3 separate regions of the Mus musculus genome follow, and regions 1 and 3 are each linked to region 2. The links are chromatin contacts, called in public Hi-C and HiChIP or PLAC-seq maps. All regions are on one chromosome and are shown on one strand. The core of a region is the stretch at or near the end of the contact, and the rest is flanking DNA. Distances in the headings are between cores, read along the strand shown. Region 1 overlaps Myo10 (myosin X). Region 2 overlaps Retreg1 (reticulophagy regulator 1). Region 3 overlaps Myo10 (myosin X).

Region 1 (4,782 bases), core at 1,327-3,826, 150 kb after region 2:
GGGACGGTCACACATTCAGACCTTAGCAGCTATTGTACCCTGTCACGTACTTGTTTCCAAACCCCATACGGGCCTAGTCAGGCCCAGTGAATATATGGTCAAATGTTTCCCCAGGCATGGGAAGGCAAGCCAGCCTCCGCCATAGCTCTTCCTCCAGCCACACTCTTCCAGCTTCCTTCTTCTCTCAGACCCTGGATCTGCTGCAGACTTCCTTCCCTGCTGCAGGGCTGCCTGCTTACCACTGCCCAGGGACAGCTTCCTGCTCTCCATACCGCAGGGTGGACTCCCTCCCTCCTCTCTCCAGAGGAAGCCACCAGGGTTCAAACCAGTGTGTGGCTCCTGAGACTGCAGAAGGACAACTGTATGCTCCCAAAGGACCGGGTCCTGGCTTGCTGGATGGGTGTGTGTGTGTGTGACATTAAGCATGGATGCTCAAAGGAAAGCTACCATTTCCTTCCTGAATTAAAGGGAAAAAGCACCTTACCACAGGCCAGGGATTCTAATGGCCTGGAAGAAATCCCCAGGAGTCCTATTCAGGCCAGTCGATACCACTATTACCACTCCATCACAAACTGAATGTGGAGAGTGTCTCACCTGCCTGAGGCTTCATGATCAGGCTGTTCTAAGTCCTGTGCTCTTCCTCAAAGGAAAACCTCAACAGGGCCAGTGGTGGGCAGTGGTCCCTAACAGGACCCTTGCCAGACGGACGGCAAGCATTAGGAACTTTCACAATGGCCGACACATGGCATTGTCCGTTGCAGTTTCCAAATGTGCTGGCCCATAGTCAGCGAGCAAAAGGAAGTTAAAACCTGCCCTTGGAGGGCTGGTAAGACAGTTCAGCAGGTAGAGGGACTTGCTGCTAAGCCTGACAACCTGGGTTCTGTCCCCAGGACTCACATGATGAAATGAGAGAAGAGACTCCTCCAGGTTGTCCTTCGACTTGTGCAACACACACACACACTCGCACGCGCGCACACACACACAAACAATATAACTTACAAATAATGGTAACAATAACAACAATAAACAAAACTTCGCCCTTTACATGTAACTAGGTATATGGTAAAAGTACTAGAAGGTACTGCTGTTACCAGCATGGGCTGGGCAATGCCAGAATGGTAACTTCTCTGTCATGGCGTGCACACAGTTATCCTCCGTAGGTTGGACCCCAGCACCAGATGCCTTTCCCTTCTGTGTCTCACTGCAGGGTGATGGGCAGAAAAGAGCGTTGACTTAAATCTTTCCTTGAAGATGCAGGGTTCTGGGGTCAGTCAGGGCACTCTTTACAAAGTTCTCCAGATTAAATAGGAGACGGAATGGAATGGACGTCCCTCAGTCTTCCCACTGTGCACTTCCCAACAGTGCTCTCAGGAGGATGGGGGCAGGGGACCCTTAGCCAGTCTTGCTAAGGAGCATCAACTGCATTCAGCAGCACAGCTATTCTGAGGCTAGATCTTGCCACACCAACATGCAAAGCCATCACCATTGCCAGACACACACTGTGGACGCTCCAAACAAACCTCGCCATGAAGCAGAATTTCTGAGCACATCAAGCCTTGGCAGTTGTTGTTCTGAAGATTTGGAGTTTATTCAGGAGTCAGGGGTACTGGGTACCACTGGCTGGCGGCAGACAAGAGATCTAACTGTCAAGATTATGCTCAAGGCAAGCCGGTGTGAGCAGTGGTCAGCTTGGCAGCACACACTAGCGGCACATGATGCTAATCTAGGCTGTCAGGTTCAATGGTAGGAGCTGAGAGTTAGACAAAAGAAAGGACCGGAGTTCCCTGCCTCAGTGAGAATCACCGGGGTGACCTCCCCAGCCGTGGCCAAATGCCCAAGTTCCCTGGGCTGGGAGTCATGAGAAAACAGTGCTCAGACTGTAGTCAGGGTTGGAGGAGGGAGGCCGAGACACTGCTCTGATAGATACAGGTGGCATGTGTGGGTTCAGGAATAGATGCTCTCAAACCTTGCCAAGTTACAAGGTGAGCTCATGGGCTGCGGAAGCTTGGGTGTGGTGAGGTGTGGGGGTGTCAGGGAGGCTGCTGCAATGGGGAGCAGATCAGATCAGAGTGTATGATGAGGCTGTGAACCCACCAACTTTAGAGGCTGCGAGTTCACAGTCGGGGGCTCATCGTTTCCTCCCTGACCCAGGAGGTTGATGCCCCTAGCTGAGTATTCCAGAGACACGTAGGATTTCAGACAGAGATCAATTTCTCTTCTGCAAGCTACGCTGCAATCAGAGACATTCTCAAGGGGTGTCCTGAAGAGAAGGAAAGGCGTGTAATGTCTGTGACCAAATGAAGCCAGCTCATCCACTCTTCAGGGATGAGACAGCAGGCCGGAGTTCAGAAAACTAAAATGGCTAATGGGATCTATAAAGGATAGAATCTGGCTATCCGTTAAGGAGTGGGCTTGGGAGCAGCTTGGTGGAGAGCATGCAGATAGCATCCTCGCCAACCCGGGGAGATCTCATTCAGGGACTATTCAATGGTGGAGGAGGGGCTCTGCCTGGCAGGGAGGCTGGAATCACACCAGTTAACAGATTAGTTACTTTTGCTTACAGAAGCAGAAGAGGCAGGCCCGGTCCTGAAAGCCACCCTGGTGGGAAGCCAGACCACCTGACTCTCCAGCTGTTCAGAGGCTGTCTCAAGCAGAGCCATTTCTCAAGTTTCATCATCGCAAGCACCAAAAAGAATCCACAAGATAGTGTTACACAAGTCTCAGAAATACGTAAGTGGAGGCCAGGTGTGGCGGAGCATCTGAATTCCAGCGCTAGAAGGCAAAGCAGGAAGACCTGATTGATGCAAGTTCAAGGTCTGCCTGGACTAGGTAGAAAATTCCAAGACAGAGACCTTATCATTAAAAAGCCCCAAACAACAAAAAGACCCACAGAAAGAGGATGGAAATGATAATTTATTCTAAGTCAGACCACAGCCCCGCAGAGGCTGACAGAAGGCTCAGCCCTCTGTAGAAATCCCATCTGGAAACCCTCAGAGAGCAGCCTTGGGCGTGATCTAAGGGACCCAAGGCAGCCTTTTCATCCCATGAAACTAAACCCGACCTCAATGCATTCATTATCACTACCATTTCTCCAGCCACCATACTGAACAGGTCACAAGCCCCTCTATTCAGACTCACTCTGACAAATCATGCTGAGACATACAAATTAGGAGGGCAGCTGTCTCTCTTTGCTGGCAAGGACGCCCACACTGCTCATTAGAATGCTGAATAGCCGCGGATCTCACTGAGTCACGCTCCAAGGTTATGGGCCGAGCAATGTGAACAGGATTCATAGCTAGAAAAAGGCAGGACTGAAACAGGGTATGTGGGAACGAGCAGGCAAACACTCTTCAATGTCCAGACCTGAAATATTGTCAACTGAGATCTGGAACGCTTATGAATCCATAGCAGACAGGACACACTGCGGCAGCCATCTGCATCACCGAGTAGGTGATAACCAGGAGGATCCACGTTCACAAGCCCTTGCTTCTTAGGTGTTTAAACGTCAAGGGTATTTCCAAGCTTCTGGAAGATTATGCTTCTAAGAAGCATAATATAGTTAATATACAGAGGAAAACAAAGGGTTTCAGATATAGACAGACAGACACATACATAAACGCATGCGCGCGCGCCGCGCGCACCCCCCCCCCCCCACAAATTGGAGCTAAGAAGTCTAATAAATTAGCTAAAGAAAGATGAAAACAGCAACTTAGAAGAAGTCAAGCCAAACACCCAGCCACCAAGCAGAGCGGCCATTTGGGAGACTAAACCTGTCCTCAGTGCTAAACACACAGTCACAGAGGAGCTAGGCCAGGTTTGAGTGGCTGCCCCTTCCCATTTCAGGGACAACAACCTGAGATGAAGCAACCTCATTTGCATAAAAATACAGCTGAGAAAAACTCAGTAACAAACATAGTTGATTTATAAATATTCATGAACACATACAAAATACCAGGAGAAAAATAATGGAATGGAGATTTTTGTTTTGTTTTGGTTTGGTTTGCTTTTTGTTTTTCGAGACAGGGTTTCTCTGGGTAGCCCTGGCTGTCCTGGAACTCACTCTGTAGACCAGGCTGGCCTCGAACTCAGAAATCCGCCTGCCTCTGTCTCTCAAGTGCTGGGATTAAAGGTATGCGCCACGACTGCCCAGCTTCGAATGGAGAATCTTATTTGATGACTGCTGGCTCAGGCGGAAATGTACTGGTAAACCCATGAGAAATTCTACTGTCTAGCGGGAAGGCAGTCCTGGTGGGACAGGGCATGGGTGAGCACTGTGTCCTAGGAGTCTTCCTTCCTCCTTAGTTATGTATTACATTGGCTGCTTGCAAGTCATAGCAGGAAATTACCCAGCCTACAATATCTGTTCGGTGTATCTGCTAACGTCTATTAAGTATAAACATCAGATAGGATAACACTGAGCAGTTACAAATTGGTAGGGAACAAGAAGTCAGGTCATTCCCACCCTTGGTGGGACATTCATCAGGACCCCAAGCACACTAGGTTCTCACTAGTGAAGGATCTGGGGACAACTAGAGCTCTTGGGCTGGCATGGCAGTCTAGGCTTCTGAGTGATGTAATCCCAACTGCTTAAGATCTGCTTAAGTCCCCTCCCACTCCCAGATGCCAGCTTCAGCGAAGTGCCCGACAGATGAGGCACCAGTCTGCCAGCGTCTATGGACAATTCTTCTGCCAATCGGTGGAGCACGAAAGAGCTTGACAAAAGTTTTCAGACTAAGCAAAATATTCAAACAAAAAGAGGCTGGGGATGTAGTTGAGTGGCAA
Region 2 (4,813 bases), core at 1,963-4,462:
TTGATGGGTTGTAGAGACAGGATCCTCCTATATAACCTTAGCCAGCTTGGTACTCACTCAAGACTCAAGACCAGGCAATCCTCCTGCCTCAGCTCCCTATGTGCTCAAGTGCTAGGATTACAGGTTCACACCACCAAACTCATTTTCTGTCCCATTTCCATTACACTCTGACACTTATTCTGCGCCACATCCAATAGGAAATATTAACTATTGTGCAAAACTGTATCCAATGAAACACCACGGATCACGCAGAGGTGCAAGGTGTAGATAATGCCAAAGTAAACGGATGCTTTAGAGTAGAAGATGTGTGTCAGGAACTAATGGGGTTCAAAATTCATCCCCTGCCTTTGTCTTACGGTAGCATCCTTGAGGAAGATGACAATGCTTTCTAGCATGGCTTGGTTTTCACCAGCTATTGAGACACATGGAGCACAGAGACTGAAGATAAGAGGACAAGTTTAGAGTCAGCCTGGTCTACATCGTAAGTTATAGCCAGCCAGAGATGCATGTGTGGGGTTTGTCCAAAAAGGGCAAAAAGAATGAAAGAAGGGCAAAAGAATGAAAGACAGAAACAAACCAACCAAGGGTCTCCTTGAGGGTTTTCAGAGATGACCTTTGAGTGAGAAACTACCTAGAGGCCAAGGCAGCACAGCTGGACCCTCGGTTGACTTCCTATCCTAACAGTCCTGAGATGCTGAGTCCTGGTACAGGGCTGTGCAGACTGGAGAATCCATGAACACTGGGTCCTGGCATCTGATGAAGGCCCTGTGTTGTATCGTGATGTGGCACCAAGCTGCCCTGTGCCAGACTGGGTCTCCCCTCTGCTCAGCACACTAGGGATATTATGCAGGTCTCACATAATTTCATCTAATCACAGTCACTCCCTAGAAGTCCCACCTCTAAATGCCATTAACGTGTGAACTCGGACATTAAATTTTTAACACACGAAACCTTCTTTTTTTTTTAATATATATTTTTATTACGTATTTTCCTCAATTACATTTCCAATGCTATCCCAAAAGTCCCCCATGCCCTCCCCCCCACTCCCCTACCCACCCATTCCCACTTTTTGGCCCTGGCGTTCCCCTGTACTGGGGCCACACGAAACCTTCTGGGGAACGTTTTTAACCATAGCCCTTACTACTGGGCAAGAGGGTTAGGCAAAACAGTCCAATACCAGGGCTGGGAAGGTGCCTCAGTGGGTAAAGAGGACTTTCACCAAACCTCATGACCTGAGTTCAATCCCCAGGACCCACAGGCCGGAAGAACAACAGCAATTTCTTCACACTGTCCTCTGATGTCCACATGTGCGCCACAGCACACAATAAATAGATAAAAATATCTACATTGTTTTGAAAGGTCTAATGTCAATTGATTTCCCTTGACCAGCTCCAAGTCATCCTCACTCATCTGTCCCTGCCCCCCCCCCCGCCCCCATCGCTGGCAGAAGAACCCATCTAACTTAGCTGGATGAGTCTAACAGCTCTTCTCAGAGAGAGGCTCTACCACACATGTTAGAGACTTCTGAGCCCTTTAATCTCACTATAATGTCTGAAATTAAATGCCATTTCCTATACCCTAAAGGAATGGGATCTCAAGATTTTTTTTGTTTGTTTGTTTTCCAAGACAGGGTTTCTCTGTGTAGCCCTGGCTGTCCTGCAACTCACTCTGTAGACCAGGCTGGCCTAGAACTCAGAAATCCGCCCTCCTCTGCCTCCCGAGTGCTGGGATTAAAGGCTTGTGTCACCACTGCCCAGCGCTATTTCAAGATCTTATTCCTTGCTAAAGGGCAAGTCCTTTGAGAGAGAGGGAGAGGGAGAGGGGAAGGGAGAGGGAGAGAGGGAGAGAGGGAGAAGGAGAGGGAGACAGAGAGAGAGAGAGCACTCTCACTTAAAAAAAATGCATGTGGGCCTTGGGTACCATGTGTCAGTGAGTCATCTCCACCTCTCCACATGATGTGACTGCTGTGTTTTTGACAGTGCTCAGGGCAAACACCAGGGAGAGGAAACACATTTAGAGCAGGAACTCTCTGCCTTTGGCTATAGTCACAGAACCACTGCGTTTTAGCAGGGGTAGGAACTGAGATCAGCACAGCCCTGTCCCTCCATTTTACCACAGCCACAGGAGAGAAAGAAATGATGGATCTCACAGGACCCCAAATCCGAAGAGATTTCCAGAGCCATGGTGCAACCCTGAGTGGTGGAGAACGCTAGGAAACTTAATCCTGCCACACATACCCAACTCCACTAAAGTGGAAAGCAGATGGCGCCTGGCTCCCACTGTGAGGACCCAGATGCCAACCTCACAGACAGATGAAGAGATGGGACTTGGACCACAGGAGTCTGTGATGTGAGGGATCTGGGCAGCTGCAGGATTAGTGCTTGATTCTGCTCCTGTGGTGTCTGGGGCTTGGCATAAAGGCAGCTTCGGATCAGTGGCTCTTCTCAAATCAAATGACAGTAACGACAGAGACCAAGAGCAGAGATCAGAGGAGCCCAATGTGCACGGCACAACAGTGCTGTTAAACGTTACATCTCTGTGAGCTGCATCCTGGCTGAAGCTCTGCGAGGCTGCTGCTCCCACTGTCCTCATTTTAAAGGCAGTACTGCAAAATCCAGAGGATCTCCAGGGCCTTAACTAATACAGCCCTTCCTCCTGGCATAGCACAGACCTGCTGAGCCTCTGAGCCCCGACAGGGATCACAGACCCAGTCTGTGGACGGAGAGGAAAGACAAGCACGTTGCTTGTTAAAGTAACACTGAGGAGCTCCGGAAAGAACCTGATGTGGTCTCACTCTACTTTCTAAGATTTTTCAGAGGTGACTCGAGTCACCTTTTCAGATATAAGGTCACACACCCTTAAAAGGAGCCCCACCTGCAAAAGCCTTAGCAACCCTGTTTACCCACAAAGAACAGGGTTTCATTTTTTAAATGGCCTATCGACATCCACAGTTAGAGCCCAGAGAAAGGAACAAGGCTTGGCTTTGTGGACCATTAAAATGAGACTAGAGGAAATAAGTTATTTTATCTCTGGACTCACGTGCTATACCGCAAGCCAACTGGGAGAGTCCCTGGAATTTGGTGACTAATCAGATGCTGGCCTGGGAAACACACCCCTGAATGTCATCAGACTTCAAGCATTTGCCCCAGGAATCCAGAAATAAGCTGTCATCAAAGGGACGTGTGCCCTCTGGAAACAACATCCAGGGCACATTTCGTAATCTGCAGCTGGGACTCAGAGAGCCAGGAGACAAGGAAAGGTCAAGACCGGGCCTGGCCCTTACTGCCTGCTCGTCTTGTCTGGAGCCCCTGTGTTCCTTCTGGAGCAGGAGCTCACGAGCGGTTGGCAGGTGTAACCATCGAGTCCCGCACTTGCCTCAAATGTGTTTGGAGTATCTGTCAGACCTTCACAATCATTTTATTCAGCAGCTAGTTAATGTCAGGTAATTACAGGTCCTCGGCTCTCTACTTATCAAATATGACTGAAGTGAGTGGCATGTTTTTAAAATAACCTTTATTTTTAAAAGCAGCGTAGCCTTGCATAAGGAAAGTGGGGATGGCATTTGGGATGAACAGAGATGTGCTCATCTTGAAGACAGCACATGGCCAAACACTTTTCCATGTAAAGTTTGTGTGTTTATATTCCTCTGTTTTCTGGGTTAAGAAAAGAATGTGTCTGACATTATATATACATACACACACACACACACATATACATATATACACACATATATATAATCAGTTCTTCTAAAAAATGTTTATTTATGTCTGTAATAGGTGTGGGGGGGCACCACATATACAGACATCAGAGATTAACTTTGAGGAGTCTCCTCTCCTTCTACCCTGAGGATTCCAGGGTTCAAATTCAGGTCCTCACACTTGGTGGCCCTTATATTTGGTGGCATGTGTCCTTTCCTGCTGAGCCACTTTGCTGGCAAAATCAGTTCTTCAGAATCCTTGTTCTAAGCTTGTTATTTTGTGTTTTGTTTACAATGCAAAGGATCAAACCCAGAAGCAAGCAAGGGCCAGATTTCTGGGCCAGCACTCCCACGCTTTTGCAACTGTTTCAATTTGGCTCTAGGGACTCCAAAGGGAATTTCTCAAATCAAGCACCTACCAACTACAAAATACCAACATAACAAGCCTGTCTGTGGGGTTTTCTTTCTGATGATGACCTTGGAGCAGTTGCTGTAAACTCGTGCGGCTTCTCAAGTACCAACCGAGCTCATGAGTTTGGCCTTGTCAACACATGCGTTGGTGATGCTTGGAAAGGTACAGACAGAGGCGGACCATACCTGCAGTGGCAGAGCTGCAGAGGCTTTCTGCCATCTCGGAAGGAAACCGTGCACAAACACTACTGTCACCCAGGAGTGATGTCACAGATCCCATCCTAGCACAAATTCGGGGAAGAAAGTCCCTGAAAGGCTGAACTTCTCACGCCCTTTGATTCTGTCCCTTCCCAAACTTCATTCACAGCCCAGTGAATCATTTACTAGGATAACCTAGTCTGGTAAAGCTACAGACCCGTTAATGAGAAACTGGAGCTAGCACTGGATCTAACTGGTGGTTGTAAGCAGAAGAGAACGGAGTTATAAGAAAGACAGCATCCAGTCCATGCTAATGTGGCTCTGAGCGTTCTCAGCTCAGCTGCCGTGGAAAGAGGGGCAGGAAATCTCACACCCCCTCACACCAACTGCAGGCTACCCAATGTTGAGAGCGTAGTGAGACACAAGACAGAAGTTAGAGCACACTGGGAAGACGTGCCTAATAGCTCTGTAGCCTGTCCCATGGGTCTGTGTGGACCAAAGATACTG
Region 3 (4,580 bases), core at 1,462-3,961, 140 kb after region 2:
CCACCCCCACCCCCACTCTCCCACCTTTAGGGACAAGATGGCAGATACTCACGGAGGACTGCGCCCCTTCTGAGCTGAACCGGTACGCTCCGGAACTGTTGTAGGTTCCCACGGAATACCTGTAGTCGGGGGACCACTGGCTTCCATAGGAGTTGGAGAAAGTCACGCTGCTGCCTGACGTGATGGCGCCATCCTCGTAATCGTCCTGGTCATAGTCATAGTCGCCGTCGGGGGAGGGCAGGTCGCCGTTGTTCTGCGGCATGCAGTAGGTGGACTCCCCACTCGAGGAGTTGTGCAGGCTAGCGGAGTCCTGCATGGACGCAGCAAGAAGCACCGTACTGTCGGCACTGGGGCTGGTGGGCACCACCGTGTAGTTCATGTAAGGGTCCTCCTCGGATGAGTCGTCGCTCGTCCGGATGCCACTCGTTCGCTGGTCGGAGTGGCCGTGCTCGCTGGGGTTGGGCGAGTCCTTGAAGGCGTCGTCATCCGCCTCGAAGCCCTCGTCCACCTCCTCCTCCGCGGGGTAGGGCTGGCTGAAGTTGAAGTTTGGCTTCTCTCCGCTGGCACTCTCGGCAAGCTCACTGAGCTCTTCGCCCGAAATCTCGCTCCCTACCGACAGGGAGCGCTCGATGTTGCGGACGCACTCGTCGATCTCGTCGAAGTTGAGCGACTCCAAGAACTCCTGGGCGGCGCGGCAGGCCTCATCCTCCAGCCTGCGCAACTCCTCATCCCGCAGCTGCTGCAGCTTCTGCAGGGAGGCCTCGGTCAACGACAGCTCCTGCCGCTCCTTCATGCGCTGCAGATCCTCGATTTCCTTCTCCAGGCGGAGGATCTCCTCCACCTGCTTGTTCTCCCTTTGCTTTTCCAGCTCCCTGGTCAAGTCCGCTTCCCTCTGGCTCTTCTGCAAGGCTTCCAGTTCTTGCTGCCTCCTTGTCTCTGCCTCCTGGACCAGGGGCAAGGTGGGTTTTAGAACAAGCACCTTCTTCCTGTTCTACACACTGAACTGTGGCCCCACCCAAACGACAAGCTGAAACCCTAACCCCAGCGCCTCAGAATAACTACTACGGTTGGACAAGGGGCTTTTAATCGGGTGACTAAGTTAAAATGAGGTGGGGCCCGATGACTGGAGCCTGCATCCAATCTGAATGGCGTCCTTATAAAAAGAGGACAGTGGGAGTCAGACACCTGAAATGAATATCAAGGACGGACCACGGCGTGAGGTGGCCACCCATGGAAATGGCAACAGAATGTGAAGGCGTCTCTAAGACACTAACATGGTGTTGCTCTGCCACAGAGAAACCATACTTCGATTCACACTGAAAGCCCAAGACTTTCTCTACGCTCCATGCCACTGTGCTGGGAAAGAGAGTGCCCCCGAAACATCCCCTCAGCCTGTGTTCCCACTATCTCCTACTTTATTTCCATTGTGAATCTTCAGACCCAGTGTCCAAGTCTGAAGCAGGAAGGTAGTACATAAAGCCCCAGAAATCGCTGCGCTCCTCACCTGATGGGCACGGAGGAGGTCAGCTTCTCTTTGCGCTCGCTCTCTTTCTCTAAGAAAGGGAAAGAAAAGCAGCTGGTGAAAATCAACAACCTTGACACCAATCTTCACCAGCTCTCCTCCTTCGGCAGTGCTGGGGGGCTCGTCTGTCCGAGGCAAACACTCTATCGCTGAGCTATGTACGCAACCCGGAGAAGATCTTTGCCAGTTAAAAAGGAAGAAGCGGGTTGGGGAGATGTCTCGGTCTGTAACGAGCTTGCTTTCTGAGCAGGAGCCCTGAGTTCAGACCCTCTGCATCCACGTGGTGTGATCTGCAGCAGCACACACCTGTAATTCCAAGGCTGGAGGAGCAGAAGCAGGTGGCACCGTGGAGCCTGCTGCTCAGTCACTTGTCCAGAACAATAAGGCGTCTGACTCAACCCCTGCCCTCCACGTGCACGCAGGCACGTTACGTACGCAGGCACGTACACAGGTCAGTCAGCCTGCTCAGATTTGTAAGCTTCAGGGTCAGCGGAGAGCTCTCCCGGTCCCCTGGGAATCCCTAACGGGCCAACAAGGATAACCCTCCCAGTGAACCGTTCTGTTTCAGCCGGCAGAGCACATACCTTTCCTCTTCCTCTCTCTTCTTCTCTTCCTCCCGCCTCTTCTTTTCCTCCAGCTCCCGTTTCTCAGCCAACAGCTGCCTGTAAACCCTGCGTGCCAGCTGTCCTCGCAGTTGCTTCTGGAACACGATGGCTGCCTTTTTCAGGTGCAAAAATTTCTTCCTCGCAAGGAAAGCTCTGTAATTCTTCTGTATGGTCACCACACCACAGAGGACCTTTCTATATTGCTTTCTGCAAGAGAGAGCGGCCAGCAAGGCATTGAGGCTGTGAGCCAGTCAAATGAGCTTACAACAGGACTATAAGACAAAAGAAGAGGACCCAACAATTAAGACAAAAAGGAGAGGATCCAGACTTGGACCCGGTCTCTTATTATGGAGACTGGCAGAGGAGGAGACTTGGGCCTAAACAAAAGAATAATACCAAACAAAAGAAAGTCAGAATGCAATCATTATCCTGGCTAAATAAAAAGTAATTTACTAATTACTAATACTAATTTAGTGTTTACCCAGTGTGGCATAAGCTGGATAAACGCAGCCAAAGAGGACCTGATATGTTCATACAAACGCCAAGGAAGCAAAACACATGGGGCAGCAGGACAGCCCCATGTTTCAGGAGAATGGAATGCCTGGCATTTTACGTGGTCTGCAGAGTACAGCCAACCAACTGACCACGAGTCCGAGTTGGTAGCACATTTCTTTAGTCTCAGCACCTGGGAGGCACAGGCAGAGGTCTCTGAGTTTGAGACCAACTTGACCTACACTGTGAGTTCCAAGCCGGCCAGGCCTAGCTACATAGTGAGATTTTTATCACAAGCAACCACGAAAGATGCGGTATCATTTTTTAAGCAGCTAGGGAATGGGTCTCTAGACAGTGATATGGGCTGTGGATCCTTCATCCCCAAACCTCAAATCTGCAATTTCTTGAATGCTGAGATGATGCTTACAAATGTTCAGAGTCTAGAGGGAATGGCTCAGCAGTTAAGGGCATAGGTTCCTCTTCCAGAGGACCAGGGTTCAATTCCTAGCACCCACATAGCTATCAAACACGCGTACACACACACACACACACACACACACACACACGGTAATAGGAAGTAGATACATAAGACAAAACACTCATAAATATAAAATGAAGTAGATCTTCATTCAGATTCCTGGGCTAGGGATGCAGGTAGGAGGTAGAACTTATGTGTAGGATATAGGATGTATGAACAAGTACTGGGGTAGGAGAAATCAATGTTCAGTACAGAAAAAAATTCAGATCTTGGGGTACTTTTGAATTTCTGACTGCCAATCAGGAGAGGCCAGGCAGATAAGAGATTCCAATATGAAAAACTCCAGAACCTGAAATCCTCATGAGCCCCAGTGTTTAAGACAAGAGATACACTCAGGTAGCAACGTCACAGGACAGAGCTGCACCCCAGAGGCTTTGGTGGAGCCCATGCAGCAGCCTAAGTGTCTCGTGTAACTGCTAAGTGGACATTCTGTCCAGGTGAGGCTTACAGGGCAACTGCTGGGGTCACTTACAGAGATCTGACCTTGGGGACCTCTGCATTCCCACAAACCACCCTACTGGGGGTCACAGCCCTCCTAGAGCTTCGTGTCCCTCCCCAGGTGTGCTTCTTACCGTGCCAAGTAGCCTAAGATGTGAGCTCGGATCACCATGGCCGCACGGTCAATCTCCTCTTCCCGCCTCTTTTCCAGTTTCTGCTCCAAGGATTCTCGAAGGAAGACCTGTCCACAAGGGGGACAAGTGTCAGAGGAAAAGAATAGGAAAAAAAGGTCAGGGCCTGCCTTTTGGGGCAACATCTGTTTCCTTTCTACTGGCAGTCTGTTACAAACTCCCACAATAAGGCTTTTCAGTCCAGGGCATTTTACATGGTCCAACTGCCATAGACATTCTAAAATCCAATCAGGATATCTGACTAGAAAACCACAAAAGCACAGAGTCAAGCCTCATCCTCCTTTGTTATGGCTACATTCAACAGGTGACTGTCAGATCGCCATTAAGGTTCCTAGTGTCTCCTGCCATTGTGGCCAGGGCACACAAGGTCACACACCAGCAGCAGTCTTAGACAAGAGTCTTAATGAAAAGAGACACAGAGACTGGCATAGGAAGAAGAGAGGCGAAGGAATGAATCCAAGAAAATCCGAAGGTATCATAATTTTGATATCTCGTGGGAACCTACCTTCTCTCCATGCCTGCTAAGCAACTACCATCAGGCTATGTCGGCTTCAAAGGTTTACACAAAAACGTACTGACACCAAGAAGGCGGCTCCGGGCCCCAGAGAAACAGCTCAGTGGTTAGGAACACTTGCTGTTCTTCCAGGGGACCCGAATTTGACTCCTAGCACCCACACCAAGTGAATCATGATTACCCATACCTCCCAGTTCCCAGGGGTCCCACTACTCTTCTCACCTCCCCAGCCACCTGAACTCATGTGCACACACCCATACACAGACACATAGTTAAAAAC

Evidence for each region. Hi-C and Micro-C count contacts between places; a contact is called where the count stands out from the background. HiChIP or PLAC-seq counts read pairs in DNA pulled down with a chosen protein or histone mark.
Region 1: a contact with region 2 is called in a Hi-C map of muscle stem cells, with 2.6 times the contacts expected there. The contact joins two enhancer-like sites. A contact is called at or near these places in 1 of 484 Hi-C or Micro-C datasets (muscle stem cells), 2 of 115 datasets of contacts at active chromatin or transcription factors (embryonic stem cells and trophoblast stem cells) and 3 of 9 other capture datasets (adipose tissue, liver and pancreatic islet).
Region 3: an H3K27ac HiChIP or PLAC-seq map of embryonic fibroblasts shows a contact between it and region 2, with 7 times the contacts expected there. The contact joins two enhancer-like sites. A contact is called at or near these places in 1 of 484 Hi-C or Micro-C datasets (bone marrow-derived macrophages), 2 of 115 datasets of contacts at active chromatin or transcription factors (embryonic fibroblasts and embryonic stem cells) and 2 of 9 other capture datasets (adipose tissue and liver).

Annotation. Positions count from the first base shown.
Region 1 is chr15:25,760,310-25,765,091 of GRCm38.p6, reverse strand. All of the region lies in intron 19 of Myo10 (myosin X), which reads right to left. Among named protein-coding and RNA genes, the nearest start is that of Retreg1, 81 kb to the left of the region's middle. Within about 2 kb of position 2,576, at least 123 of the 459 cell types and tissues checked have an H3K27ac peak or open chromatin away from gene starts, as enhancers often do. A contact at or near this core is called in muscle stem cells, where this site is marked.
Region 2 is chr15:25,913,575-25,918,387 of GRCm38.p6, reverse strand. The region is part of intron 3 of Retreg1 (reticulophagy regulator 1); the gene reads right to left. Among named protein-coding and RNA genes, the nearest start is that of Mir7212, 32 kb to the left of the region's middle. Within about 2 kb of position 3,212, at least 128 of the 459 cell types and tissues checked have an H3K27ac peak or open chromatin away from gene starts, as enhancers often do. A contact at or near this core is called in embryonic fibroblasts and muscle stem cells, where this site is marked.
Region 3 is chr15:25,777,337-25,781,916 of GRCm38.p6, reverse strand. Myo10 (myosin X) reads right to left here. Exons shown (of 41, transcript NM_019472.2): 22 at 3,730-3,836; 23 at 2,107-2,334; 24 at 1,505-1,553; 25 at 53-943. Among named protein-coding and RNA genes, the nearest start is that of Retreg1, 64 kb to the left of the region's middle. Within about 2 kb of position 2,711, at least 45 of the 459 cell types and tissues checked have an H3K27ac peak or open chromatin away from gene starts, as enhancers often do. A contact at or near this core is called in embryonic fibroblasts, where this site is marked.